Regions from separate parts of the Sus scrofa genome. Here region 2 is linked to region 1. Evidence: chromatin contacts called from public promoter capture Hi-C data. All regions are on one chromosome and are shown on one strand. Each heading gives the region's core, a stretch centred on a gene start, on an enhancer-like site or on the middle of the called end of the contact. The rest is flanking DNA. Distances are from core to core; before and after follow the strand shown. Region 1 holds the start of IYD (iodotyrosine deiodinase). Region 2 holds the start of PPIL4 (peptidyl-prolyl cis-trans isomerase-like 4).

What was found. Promoter capture Hi-C pulls out the DNA fragments that hold promoters and counts their contacts.
Region 2: a promoter capture Hi-C map of liver shows a contact between it and region 1, with 4 times the contacts expected there. The contact joins the promoter of PPIL4 here to the promoter of IYD in region 1.

What each region holds. Positions count from the first base shown.
Region 1 is chr1:15,775,867-15,782,692 of Sscrofa11.1, reverse strand. It overlaps IYD (iodotyrosine deiodinase), which reads left to right and starts at 3,546. Exons shown (of 5, transcript NM_214416.1): 1 at 3,546-3,728. The coding sequence starts at 3,551. It overlaps LOC106508815 (a long non-coding RNA gene), which reads right to left and starts at 3,535. Exons shown (of 3, transcript XR_002342452.1): 1 at 3,445-3,535; 2 at 3,048-3,182; 3 at 2,488-2,777.
Region 2 is chr1:16,398,414-16,405,239 of Sscrofa11.1, reverse strand. PPIL4 (peptidyl-prolyl cis-trans isomerase-like 4) reads right to left here and starts at 4,302. Exons shown (of 13, transcript XM_021086908.1): 1 at 4,153-4,302. The coding sequence starts at 4,222.

The sequences.
Region 1 (6,826 bases), core at 2,297-4,796:
GAGACCCCACGTAGGAGAAAGTTTCCTTAAGCATTTGTTGATTTCTGTGCTTTGCTCTTCTGTACAGGTCGAGGGCTTGCTTGGGCTTGGAGAATGTGGGGTAAAGTAGGGAATGTGGGGAGATAACCTCTCCTTGACTCCCATGGTTCTTAGACTTGAGCAAGTGGCAGAGCCACCTGCAGAGCTTCTGGAGACAGGGTGTGCCGGGCCCACCCCCAGAGTTTCTGATTCACTGGATCTGGAGGAGGGCCCAAAAAATTGCGTTTCCAACAAATCCCCCGGGGATACTGATGGTGGTAACCCAAGGTCACGCTTTGAGGACCTTGTTCAAACTCCGTCACAGTGACTTAACCAAGGTGTATAAACTCCTCATTGTCTTTTCAGGGCAGTGGAGTTTATGTTGTTTTGTTCTGTTTTGCTTTTGATTAAAAAAAAAAAAAACAACTTGGTAAAACCTACAACATAAAATTTGCCATCTTGGTTATTTTTAAAATGTACGGTTCAATGGTATTAAGTATCTTTTCCTTGTATTGGGCATTCGTCACCACCATCCGTCTCCAGAACTCTTTCTTGCAACACCTGAATCTCTGCACCCATTAGACGGTACCTCTCCTTTCTTCCTGCCCCCAGCCACAGTCAACAACCATTTTACTTTCTATCTTTATGAATTTGACTACGTTAGATGCCCCATATATGTGGGTTGTACACTGTTTTTCTTTTTGTGACTGGCTTTTTTCAATTAGCAAATGTCTTCAGAATTCATCTATGTGGCACCATGTGTCTGAATCTGCCCTCTCCCTCTTTTTTTTTTTAAGGGCCAACCTGAGGCATATGGCAGTTCCCAGGCTAGGAGTTGAAGTGGAGCTATAGCTGTCGGCCTACACCATAGCCAGAGTAACACAGGATCTGAGCTGCATCTGCGACCTACACCACAGCTCACGGCAAAGCTGGATTGTTAACCCACTGAGCGACGCCAGGGATCGAACCCACAACCTCATGGTTCCTAGCCGGATTTGTTTCCCCTGTGCCACAGCAGGAACTCCATGATTTCCCTCTTTTTTAAGGCTGAATAATATTCCAGTGAATGTATATAGCCTATTTTGTTTACTCATTCATATATACATAGACACTTGAGTTGCTCCCATCTCTGGGCTATGGTGAATAACCGTGCTATGAACATAATAGCTGTGCAAATATCTCTTTGAGACCCTGATTTCAATTCTTTTGTGCATGTACCCAGGAGTGGAATTGCTGGAGCAGTGGAATTGCCTATAAGCACCTCATCCTGTGGATTAAATGGGACAATGTAGATAAAGAATCAACACAGTACTCGCATGTAGTAATGCTTCTGCCTCCCACAGCCCTCTGGGTGTTAGATCTCTGCGTAATAAATGCCCTTTGATAGTGTTGACGTTATTAAGGAGTGCAGACTGTGTACAGCTGAGGCCAATGGGGTCTAAGAAATGTATTTATTTATTTAATTTTTGGGAGGCTGCCCCCATGGCATGCAGACCATTCCCACTAGGGATCGAACCAGAGATCCCTAGGCCACCAGGGAACTCCAGGTTTACGAACACTGAAAAAAATTTCCTCCCAGCTTCACACTTGAACTGAGATAAGTCTTTGGTGCAGACACAGGCACGTCCTGAATACTTGACAGGACTCTTGCTAAATGAACCCTGGGCAGAAAGGCTTGGGGGCACGTTGCTGGTACAAACCATCAGAACAGTGTTTTCTCACTCAGGGCCCCAGGGAGTCTCCGTCCTGAAAAGTTCTCTTTCACGTCATTGGACATGTGTATCCTGCACGTACACTGGCAGGGCGTTCCCAAAGCAGGAAGGGCACATGTCAGGGACAATCAATTCAACAGCAGCACTGGAAGTTAAAAGTCCTATGTGTGTCTTGGGAAAATGTGTTTTCGAGACGATGGCAACTCACAGTGTGGTCTGCAGACTGGCTCATGCAGCCACTCTTGAGGACCAAACACGAAATGAGACACGGAGCACACGCTAGACCGTAGATCAGGCAAATCAGCCGCATCGCTACCATACACACTCTAGAGGTCAGCTGACCTTCTTTCCTTCTGTCTTTATCTCTTTTCTTTTTTTTCAGCAAGAGTTTCTCAAGGAGGGGTACAGCGCATTGATTAAGTCCTGGCACAGGCTCTTTGAGTAGCACTGTCCCCAGTCACCCTGGGTTTGTCAAGACAGCACAAGCTTTATGTCCTCAGTGGAGTCAGGTCCTGTCTCAGACTGAATGAGGGACCCAGAGTGCACCTCTGTCATAACACTCGACGCGCTGTATTGTAATGCTCTTTTTTTTCTTTTTAGGGCCGCGCCCACAGCATACGGAGGTTCCTAGGCTAGGGGTCGAATCAGAGCTGTAGCCGCCGGCCTACCCCACAGTCACAGCAATGTCAGATCCAACCCACGTCTGCGACCTACACTACAGCTCATGGCAACGTTGGATCCTTAACCCACCGAGGGAGGCCAGGGATCGAACCCACAACCTCATGGTTCCTAGTTGGATTCATTTCGGCTGCACCTCGACGGGAACGCCTAGTATCTATTTTTTAACTACAAAAATAAATCGCACATGCAAAGCCATGAAAAAGAATGCAGTTCTGATACATGTCAAAACATGGATGAACCTTGAAATCCTTCCACTAAGTGGAAGAGGCAGCCCCCAAAAGACAAATACTGTATCATTCCAGTGACATGAGGTTCTTCGAGTGGTCAGATCATAGCAACGTGAAGTGGACGAGAGGTTATCAGGGGCTGTAGGAAGAGGAAGCGGGGGGTTATTGCTTAATGAGTAGAGAGTCTCAGTTTGAGATGATGAAGCAGTTTTGGGAAGAGTGGTAAGGGGTTATAACATTCTGAATGTACTGGGCACTTAAAGGGGGCCAGGAGGGTAGCTTCTGCAGGATTATATTTTATCACAATAAAAAGGTAGAAAAAAATAGCACATGCGAGTTGAAAAAAATTTCAAATAATGCTCGGACTTCCCGTGTGGCTCGCAGTGAACTTCAAATAATGCCGACTCACCTGTGAGTGGGAGACCTGAGCGAGCTCTTGCCCCAGTGTCCGAAAGCACAGGGGACTCTCCCAGGAGGCTTGGTAACCACTCAGATGGGGCGGGAGCTTGGCTGAGAATGGGCCACTCCAGCTGCTTCCTCGCTCCTGGCAAGTGGAGGACACATTGCTGTTCAAGAGGAAGCCTGGCTCCCTTCCACCACGGCTGCCAAGATCTAGTGCCTCCCCGTGTCGCCTCGGATCCTGGCAATTATTGTCTAAGGATAGATTGACTGAGCACACAGTTTAACCAAGGGCAGGAGCCCGTTCCCAGCCCCACCACACACCCCGATGCACACGGCTGTGATCTTTGCTCCTTTGCCAAGTCCTGGGAGAGTCAGCGTTCATCCCGTTCCCGCCCCAGGCTCACCTCTCCGTGCCTTCACTCCGACTCCCGGCATTCCCCACTGCCGTCCCTGTTTGTTTAAATACCAGCCTGGGAAGGATGGGCACCGGTCGGGATCGGCCTCACCACCATGTTTCTTCTGACTCCAGTCTTGGTAGCCGTTGTCTGCATTTTGATGGTGTGGATCTTTAAAAATGCTGATGGAGCCACCAAGAGAAGGGAAGAGGAGCCTCGAGCCAGGGCTGAGGCTCGACCCTGGGTGGATGAAGACTTGAAAGACAGCACTGATGTCCTCCAGGTGGAGGAAGGTAAGGATCCCGGCCAAACTGCTCCGGCTCCCCCGTCTGTATCTTTATGATGAGGACAAATGGATGGCGGGGCTGATGGAGAGGAAGAAACATAGGCAGGTCAGTTTCATCATCAGCCTCTATCGCACAAAGGAATTAGTGTGTGGCAGAGACCATTCGTTTCTCTTGGGTGGTCTTCCTGCCACCTGCTGGCACCAACTCCTCCTTTCTTCCTGGCTGCTCGAGAAAGAGCTGGTGAGGGGCTGATGTTTTCTCTAGCTCCAGTCCTGCCCTGGCTGCTAAAATCTTTCTGAAGGGGCACATCAGAGACTGGGGTGGCCATGGATTTAGTAGTCAGGTGGTTGTTGTTGTTGTTTGCTTTTTTAGGGGAGCACCTGTGGCATATGGAGGTTCCCAGGCTAGGGGTCCGATTGGAGCTGCAGCTGCCAGCCTATGCCACAGCCTCAGCCGTGCAGGATCCAAGCCAAGGCTATGACCTACACCACAACTCACGGCAAGGCTGGATCCTTAACCCACTGAGCATGATCTGAGATTGAACCTACATCCTCATGGGTGCTAGTCAGGTTTGTAACCTGCTGAGCCACAGCGGGAACTGCTGGTAGTCAGGTTTGGATGAAGAACTTGACATTTAAAAATGGCATCTACCTAGGGGCTCCCTACTTCTCCTTGTACCTGGCATGCGGGTTAGAGATGAGTGGCCGCCGTCCTCAAAGCTGAGTGTCCAGTTCAGCAGACAAGGCCATAAGACAGGCGAGGGATTGGATGGAAGTGATTATAAGGTGTTTTGAGAAGGCTTGGGGATGCAGTGGGGCAGTTAGAAAAAGGCTGAACCAGGCTGGGTGGATCCATAGAATAGGAATAGCAAGAGGCTAAGAGGAGCAGAGTGAGCACGAGTGCAGGGCTGGGAACCCCGGGAAAGACACTGAGAAGATGGGAGGACTCAGAAGGGGATGAAAACAAGGGGGGAATTGAGGGCAGGCCTGGGCCTGGTTGGCCTGAGAAAGAGGAGGCGAGGGAGGAGAGAGGAAGTGACAGGTTCTTGGGGGCCTTGAGTAGCCCGTGTTTGAGGTTTACCGGAGGTGGTTGGTGGGGAGGATTCAATTTGGAAGAGGCTCCAGTGCCTCTCCGCTGGAGCTGTGATGCTTCCACCCTCCCACCAACAGAGGCCACCTGGAAGTGTGCATGCGTGTGCGTGGGCACGTGTGCATGTGCTCGCGGGTTCGTCCTAATCTCGGGATTGGGGGTGGGGCCAGCCATGCTGAATGTACTGCCCAGGATCCGGGCCGAGGCAGCTCTGAGCAGGGCTGCCTCCTTCTCTGCCACGCTGAGGGATCTGCCCCCGAAGGGCAGTCAGCCTACCTGAGACGCACGTCCCCTGATGGAGGGGAAACCCACTGAGAAGCTGGTAATGAACCATTCTGGCCTCGATGGGCTGCGTGGTGGTGGCAGTGGGAGGCAGAGGAGGGAGGAGATGGGCGGGAAAGTAAAGGAAGGACGACAGAGCCTGGAAACAAATGAGAGGTTGGGAGAAGCTGGGCGTCTGGTTTTGAGACTGGGAGCCTCAGAAGGACACGCTCACGGGTGAGGGAAGTGGATCTGGTTTAAGGGAAGGACACCCAGTGTCGTGCAGGCCACCGGAGGTCTGAGAGGACAGGGGACCATGGGAGCAGAAAGCCAGGGAGGTTTCGAAGGGAGGGACCCTGGACATAGTCTCCAGCACAGGGTGATGCTTGGAACTTGGAAAACTAATGAATCCCCTCCGTGGACTGCTAGAGAAGAAGGCTGAGGATTGAACTTGGTGGAAGCAACTTCAGATGAGAGGATTTAGGAGTTCCTGTTGTGGCTCAGTGGGTTAAGGACCTGATATTGTCTCTGTGAGGATGTGGGTTTCATCCCTGGCCTTGCTCAGTGGCTTAAGGATCTGGTGTTGCTGCCCGCTGTGGTGTAGGCCTCAGCTGCAGCCATTTAAAAAATATAATATAAAATTTAAAAAGAGGAATTGACATGGGAAGAGTGGACACAGAAAAGAAGGCCTGGGAAAGGAGGGCCAGGCTGGTTGCTCAGTTGTCAGAGGCTGAAGTCAGGCCATGATGGGAGTACTCAGCCCACGGAAACAGGCAAGCGCTGTAAACCAGGGCTCTTTTCCCCTCTTCTCAGAGAGGGCACACTGCTGACAAAAATACTGTGTAAGGTCAGCGTTCGACTGTGTTCACAGAGCATGTGATCAGCATAGCTTTCCTTTGCTGCAGGAAGCAATCGATTCCATTGCACCCTCACCTTTCGTAAGCTTTTGACACCCACTCATGCATACTGCTTTTAAAAGGCCGACTTACCACGACTGCCGTAAGACATGGTTCTAGGATGAAGGACAGACAAATTCAAATTCAGATGAGAGATTAGGGAGAAGAAAGGGCTTGGGAACATTGCCCTTGGAATCGGGCAATGTTTGGGGTTCTGCGTGGGTTCTGCTAGGGAAGAGCGAAGGTCTCGATAGGACCCGGGGGCCCCACAAGAGGTGACACGGTTCAGATAACAAGTTGAGTCCACTTTACCTGGGATCGTGTTGCCTTTTTCAGGGGCTTTCCATCTGGACACCCTCAGAGTCTCCAGCTCCCGTCCACCCCGGCTGCTGCTGGTGAAATAATCTATACGGCAGCCACAGGTTCACACAGAAAGCAGAGGGATGGCTGAGGCAGTTGAGGAAGAGATGCTTCTTGGGTCAGGTGTCGAGCCCTGAAATTGCTCCCATCACCACCTTCAGAATCTGTCTCCTGCGAGAGCTGTGCGACCCCGAGCCTTATGAGTATTGCTGCTCAAGGCTCTCCAAAAATTGCAAGGAGGAAACAGCATGACGTGACATCCACTGGCCTTGTAGTTTCAGAGCTAGAAAATATTCGGCCCACTGGCAAGGATCTTGAAGTAGAATTGCGGAAACACAAAAGCAATTTATGCAGCGATGCAGCCAGAAAACTGCCTCCAAGGTGAGCATTAAAGGGTAGACACGGCCTGGAATTACTTTGCCATTAAACGTAACCATGGAGCAATTTAGCCTTCCTTGGCATTAAAGCAATGATAAAGGGCAACTGAGTCTTGGTGTC
Region 2 (6,826 bases), core at 3,053-5,552, 620 kb before region 1:
GCCATTAAACTTTGGTCTCTGCCCTTACCATGTTCATAGTTTGGCATAGAGAACAGGCTCGTGGTTGCCAAGGGGGAGGGGGAGGTGAATTGGGAGTTTGGGATTAACAGATGCAAACTATTATACATATAGAGTGGATAAACAACAAGGTCCTAATGTATAGCACAGGAAACTCTATGCAATGTTCTGTGATAAAGCATGATGGAAAAGAATATAAACTAAATATATGTGTAACAGAATCACTTTGCTCCACAGCAGAGATTAACATAACACTGTAAATCCACTACACTTCAATTTAAAAAAGCAAAACAAAAAATCCCAAAGATAATGGGACTAATTTTGATGAAAAATAAAGATCTTCATTATCATAAATTTCCTTAAAAAAAAAAAAAGAAAGCAAGTTCATAGTCTGGTTGTAGAGAAACATACCAACACTCAAAGCACTTAGCTAGAAATCAAACAGACAGATATATGAGGCAGTCTCTGCTCTCAAGGAGCTTACCCTAAACTTGCATCCTTACACCTGAACACAAATAGTTACAATACTAGGCATAGCTGCTAGGCATTTATGCACTTAAATACTACAATGTGGTTCTAAAAATGCCACAAGAGTGGAAAAGAGATTGTTTCTGCCTGAAATGAGAAGACCTCACAGAGGCTTAAGGTAAGCATTACAAGACCTGGACTAGCAGAGAGTAGGGAGGGGGTCAAACTGAAGCTAGAGCTGTCGGTCTACACCACAGCCACAGCTACATGGGATCAGAGCCATGTCAGCGACTTACACCACACTCAGGACAACACTGAATCCTTAAGCCACTGAGCAAGGGCAGGGTTGGAACCTCCATCCTCATGGATACCAGTGGGGATACTGCTAAGCCACAACAGGAACTCCTTAGAATGGGAATTTAAATGTTTGGGGGAAGGTCCTGAAGAGTAGTCTAACACCTATAAGGCTTGTCTAACATCTATAATACTTCAGTATCACAGAGTAATAGAGAATTAAAAGGCTGGAGAGGTAAGATGGGGCCAAGTTATTGGAGAGTCTTGAATGTCAGGCTTTTGATCAATTTTCTAGAAAAATATACTTCCGGGATTAGTGTCAAACATATAGGAGTAGTCCTTTAACTGGAAAACAAAACCAGTGGGTGTAAGCAATGATCAACAATGGCTGTCAAAATCTTTAGGTGACAAGCTACTGGGAAGACTACAACAGACATATCAGGTAGACAGCCTGAACCTCTAACCAATTTTAACATCACAAAAAGACCCAACCAGACAGCAAGTGCCTCTTGAATGTGATGCAGTTGATAGTACAGACCACCTTATATGAAATATTCTTACCAAAAACATTACACCTGAATTTGCTCAAGACTCTTCATCTAAGCAGCCATTAATGAGAAACAGAGAGAGAAGACTACATTAAGAGATACAACAGGGATACAATCTGTCAAATCCAAAATGAGGAAAATTCTACAAAACAAATGATCCACACTCTTCCTCAAATATTGTTTGGGGGGGAGGAGAAGTGGGGGGGACCCTAAAGATGAAAAGATATTTAAGAGATACAACAACCAATATAATACACAGCCTTTATTTGGATCCTAAACCAAATTACAAAATATTCTTTTAAATATTTATGAGACATAGAAAAATATGAATGATACTAAGGAATCATTGCTTATTTTTTCAGATGTGTGGTTATATCATCTTTTTAAAAAACTATCTTTTAAGGAGTTCCCATCATGGCTCAGTGGTTAACGAATCCGACTAGGAACCATGAGGTTGTGGGTTCAATCCCTGGCCTCGCTCAGTGGGTTAAGGATCCGGCATTGCCATGAACTATGGTGTAGGTCACAGACGTGGCTCGGATCTGGCATTGCTACGGCTATGGTGCAGGCCAGCAGCTACAGCTCCAATTCGACCCCTAGCCGGGGAACCTCCATATGCTGCGGAAGTAGCCCTAGAAAAGGCAAAAAGACAAAAACAAAAAAAACAAAACTATCTTTTAAGATACAGCTTTAAGTAGTTACAGATTAAATAAATGTCATGTAAAGGACTTGCTATAAAAAATCCAGTGGAGGTGGGGGTATAAATGAAACATGTATTCACGACCGTTAAATGAAGCTGACCATCAGCACATGAGGGTTCATTTACATGATTCTTTCTACTTTTGTGTATATTTCAAGTCTTCTATAATAAAAAGTAAAAAAAAAAAAAAAGGAAAACAAAAGAAGGGAGAGAAAGGGAGGAAAAAAGAAAAATAAGTCTGGATATTTTTACTATAGATTAATAGTTACACATAAAAGAAGGTATCCAATCTCATGTTTACTGGACTTATGCTTTTAGTGTTCCAAGCTATCTTTGCAGAAACTGCTTGTCCATTCCATCTGTTAATTAAGTGGAATAACTCTACATCCCCTTTGTTTCTCACAGTTCCACGGGGAAAGGTCCACTCATTTGCCAGGTGCGGCTCCATATGGAGAGTGTCAAATTCAAAAGGAAGCAGAACCAAGAGATGAAAACCATAATTCCCCATAAGATCCTGCCAAGCATTGTCCTCCCATCCTTAAAAGCTTTCCCCAATAACATGAGGCAATCAATTATTTTCTTTAAGCCAGTTTGAGCTGAGTTTCTATCACACACACAAAGAGTCCTAAGGCAACACATATATTTGCATTACTCCACATGAGCCTTTAGTGTGTGCCCTCAAAGAGCCAGGCACTGCACTAGGTGCTCAGGATACAGAGCTAATTAAAGCACAGTCCCTGCTCTTTTAGAGTGACATTCTTGAAAGGGGACCAAGGTGTGCAAATGATTCCAGGACAACAAGTAAATGTATAACAAAATATGTGCTGTATGATTTATAAAAGGCCTGAGATTGAGCAGAAGAAATGGATCTAACTCTACTTAAGGACACCAGAGAGCTTCACAGAAGAGATTATGCTTGACCTGAGATTTGAATAAGCAGGAGGTTTGCCAAAAGGAGAGAAATGTAAGGTAGAGGCAACAGTATGAGAAAGCATGGATGTGTGGTTGAGTGCTGTGGGGCTTTTGGGGATAACTGAGTGTAGGATTTAGTGTAGTGTGTCAGGAGGCACTCCTGGTGCCCTATTGAGGCCTGTTTCATCCTCTTTGATAGACTGCATTCCATGGGGACAGAACCCTGATGGTAACTAAACTCCCTTGGTCACTCTGATACATTCTCCACAGTGCTGCCTATTATCTTCCTACAACAGGAAGTGTGCCCTGCCTCAATCTTGCTTTTAAACTCTTCAAAGATTTCGATCATCGGTAGGGCACACAAGGCTGTTCACTAACTTAGAAAGGTCTATGACCAGACTCGCAGTCTGCCATCCCACCGTCAAGCCACCGATCTACTTGCTATTTCCAGAAAATTCCAAGCAAACTGTTAAGAAAACCCTCGATCCCACTCATCTTTGAAAGAGCTGGTTCAAGTGTTCTGCATTCTTTGCTAGCTTCGCTTCTCCCCACCCCCAACCAGGAAGAAAGACTCCCTCCTCTGGTTTCCATGGCAACTTACACATTCTTCCACTACAACACTTAAGAAATTAAATAGATTGCCGCGCCTACTTTCCCCCAATGGAAAATTAGACCCTCAACGGCAAGGCGCCCTCCCGGGGCTTGGCACAAAGTCCCGCATAGAGGGCGATCAATGAGTGTTTGCTAAGGCTTGGTGCAGCCCTTCCTCCAGCCAGGAGTGATGCCCACACACAATGCTCCTAGCCCGTCCTCCCTGCTTTCCTCAAGATTTACCGATTACACACCAAGGAATACCAGTAACCAGTAACCAGTCTGCGTTACTCGGATTTGTAAAACGCAGTAAAGCCACAAGAGCTATGGGCACTGTACATGCGCTTGGCATTACACACACACACACACACACGCACGCACACACACGGATTTAATAACCACAAGTACTCGCCACCCGATTAGCAGGACCAGATGCGGGAGAAGGGATGCTCCTCAAAAACATTTCTCAAACAAGGCCCGCTAATAAAACAGCCCGGTCGCGGGGACCAGCAGCCTAGAAGCTCGAACCAGTCCTCGCCGGGGACTAGGCAAAGTGGGGAAAGTGCAAAGTGGGGAAAGGAGATCGCGGCCCGGCGAGAGTTGAGTGTGCCCGGGCCTCACCGCGCGGCCGCTCCTCCGTGTACAAGTCGATGACGACGTCGCCCAAAGTGGTCTCCAGGAGAACCGCCATGGCGCCCGCTCCTCTGCTACCAGCGCCTGGAGTGACAGGAATAGCCCGACGTCATCTACGCCACGCGTCACCTTCGGCGCGACGCCTTTTTACGTCATTCCTCCGGCGACACCGCCCCTTCCTAGAGGCTCTCTGGAGGCAGGTCTGGTCGGTGCCCCGCCCAACCTGACAGAGCCCTGGGTCCCCGCCTCTCGCGCGGCCCTTTTGAAAATCCTTTGGAGCTGGAGCGGAAGCCTGTCACTCAAAGGGGCTCCTCTGAAGGGTTTTGTACCCCTTTTGTGACCATCTCAAGAACGGGACGGACATTTCTTTCAAGCTGTTCTGGCTGCCTCCGTCGTAGCCCGAGGGCGACTCTGGCGCCACCTTCCCTCGCCTTATTGGGACATCTGCCCTCGGTTTCTAATCGGCCTCTTTTTATTGCCTTGAATCAGGCCTGAAATGTACAATTTGCTACCGAGAAAGATTGTTAGCAGGGAGTTCTTTCCTGGCTAATCTTATGTAGAGCAGAGAGTGTACCTGTTATGTAGCAGGTCGTGGGTGGGTCCTTAGTGCAACAAGCTAAAAATCATAGGCTTCATTCAGTCCTTTATCTCTACTGCTTTTATCAGTACTCTTAACGAAATAAAATTCACATTTTAAGGCAAGACAAAAATTTAAACAAAATTCTCTGCCCTTTGGCTTCCTCCCTCCCCTCCAGTGTGCGCTGTGCATTAAGCAGACCCCGCCAATGGGAGAAATACCTGCTCAACCATAGAATCAATTTTTCTTCTTCTGGCACCAGCCATGAAACTCCTTAAAAGATAACATTCCTTTCTCAGTCCCCTAAGGGGTAATGATGACCCACTCACCTCACATGTGTAGCCATCTTTGGTGAATTTTATGTGCAAAGCCAATATATCATCTCCATTAAAGATAGAGATTGGTGGAGTTCCCTGGTGGCTCAGTGGGTTAAGGACCTGATATCACTGCTGTGTCTCAGGTCACTGCTTGTGGTGTGGGTTCAATTCCTAGCCTGGGAATTTCCACATTCCTGGGGCAAGGTCAAAAAATAAATAAATAACTTGAAGATAGAGGCTTCGTACAAAACGGACTGGTCAGATGACCTAAGGAGATACGAGGCCACATTTAATGGAAGTCCTTAGCTTAAGTACTTACTTAAGACCATATTAATGTTACTAACTATATTACTTGTGCCCTGCCTTTTTTTTTGGGGGGGGGGGGAAATAGCTATATTGCTTTGCCCGGCAAAGGAGAGTCACACCAGGCTAATGCCTCAAAGACTGTGCCTCCCTTAGGAGAGATTGGGAGGTGGTTTCATAGTTTGGGAAATAAGAAAAGAGGACTGCAGATAAGGATCAGGGTAGAGGCAAATTGCATTGTTTTCAAAGTTGGTGTTCAGTAGTTTGGTGGTCTTCTTTCTGGAATAAAGACCCCCTCATTAACATCTTCCATTTGTTGGGGGGTTTGCTCCCACACACAGGACTTACAGAGCTTTTTATCTGCTTGTTCATTTTCTGTCGCTTCTGGGGCTGAAGAGTGACTCTCCAAACATGTCCACTGCCTAATCCCCGACCATAACCTCCTGGTGTCTGGACTCACTGAGGTTCAGTTTCTTCATGCCTCTGCACAGAAGGAATTCAGTGAGAGACAAAGTGATAGGTAAGATATAGATTTATTAAGACAGGACGCTTGTGAGAGAGGCCCTGCCTATTTTATAAGATTATTGTTTTTTTGCAAATGATTAACTAACCCTCCAATTAAAAATAATGATGGGAGTTCCCGTCGTGGCGCAGTGGTTAACAAATCTGACTAGGAACCTTGAGGTTGCAGGTTCGGTCCCTGCCCTTGCTCAGTGGGTTAACGATCCGGCGTTGCTGTGAGCTGTGGCGTAGGCTGGCAGCTACAGCTCCGATTCGACCCCTAGCCTGGGAACCTCCATATGCCGCAGGAGCGGCCCAAGAAATGGAAAAAAGACCAAAAATAAAAATAAAAATAAAATGATGACTAGGTGACTTGAAATGATTGATAATATACAGTTCTATAAAATCAATTATTATAATAGTATGACTCTAGATATGAGAAGAAGCATCAAGAGAGAACCATTTCCTCGACCATAGAAGGCTAGTAACACAGGTGATCCAAAAGCTTTGGGGTACTGTTTCGTCCAGCAGTGGATGGGATTTTACATAAAAGGCATTCCCATTGTGGCTCAGTGGGTTAAGGATCTGATGTAGTCTCTGGGAGGATGCAGGTTTGATCCCTGGCCCCATTCAGTGGGTTAAGGATCTGGGATTGACAAAAGCTAAGGAGCAGGTCACAGATGCAGCTCAGATCCAGTATTGCTGTGGCGTAGGCCTGCAGCTGCAGCTCCAATTCAACCTCTAGCCTGGGAACTTCCATATGCTACAAGTGCAGCCATGAAAAGAAAAAAAACTAGAAGAGAAGCCATAAAATGGGAGAATATTTTTGCAAATGAAGCAACTGATAAGGGATTAATCTCCGAGACATACAAACATCTCATGCAGCTTTTCATCTAAAAAGCAAACAACCCAATCAAAAAATGGGCAGAAGATAAAAAGATATTTCTCAAAAAAAGACAGCCAA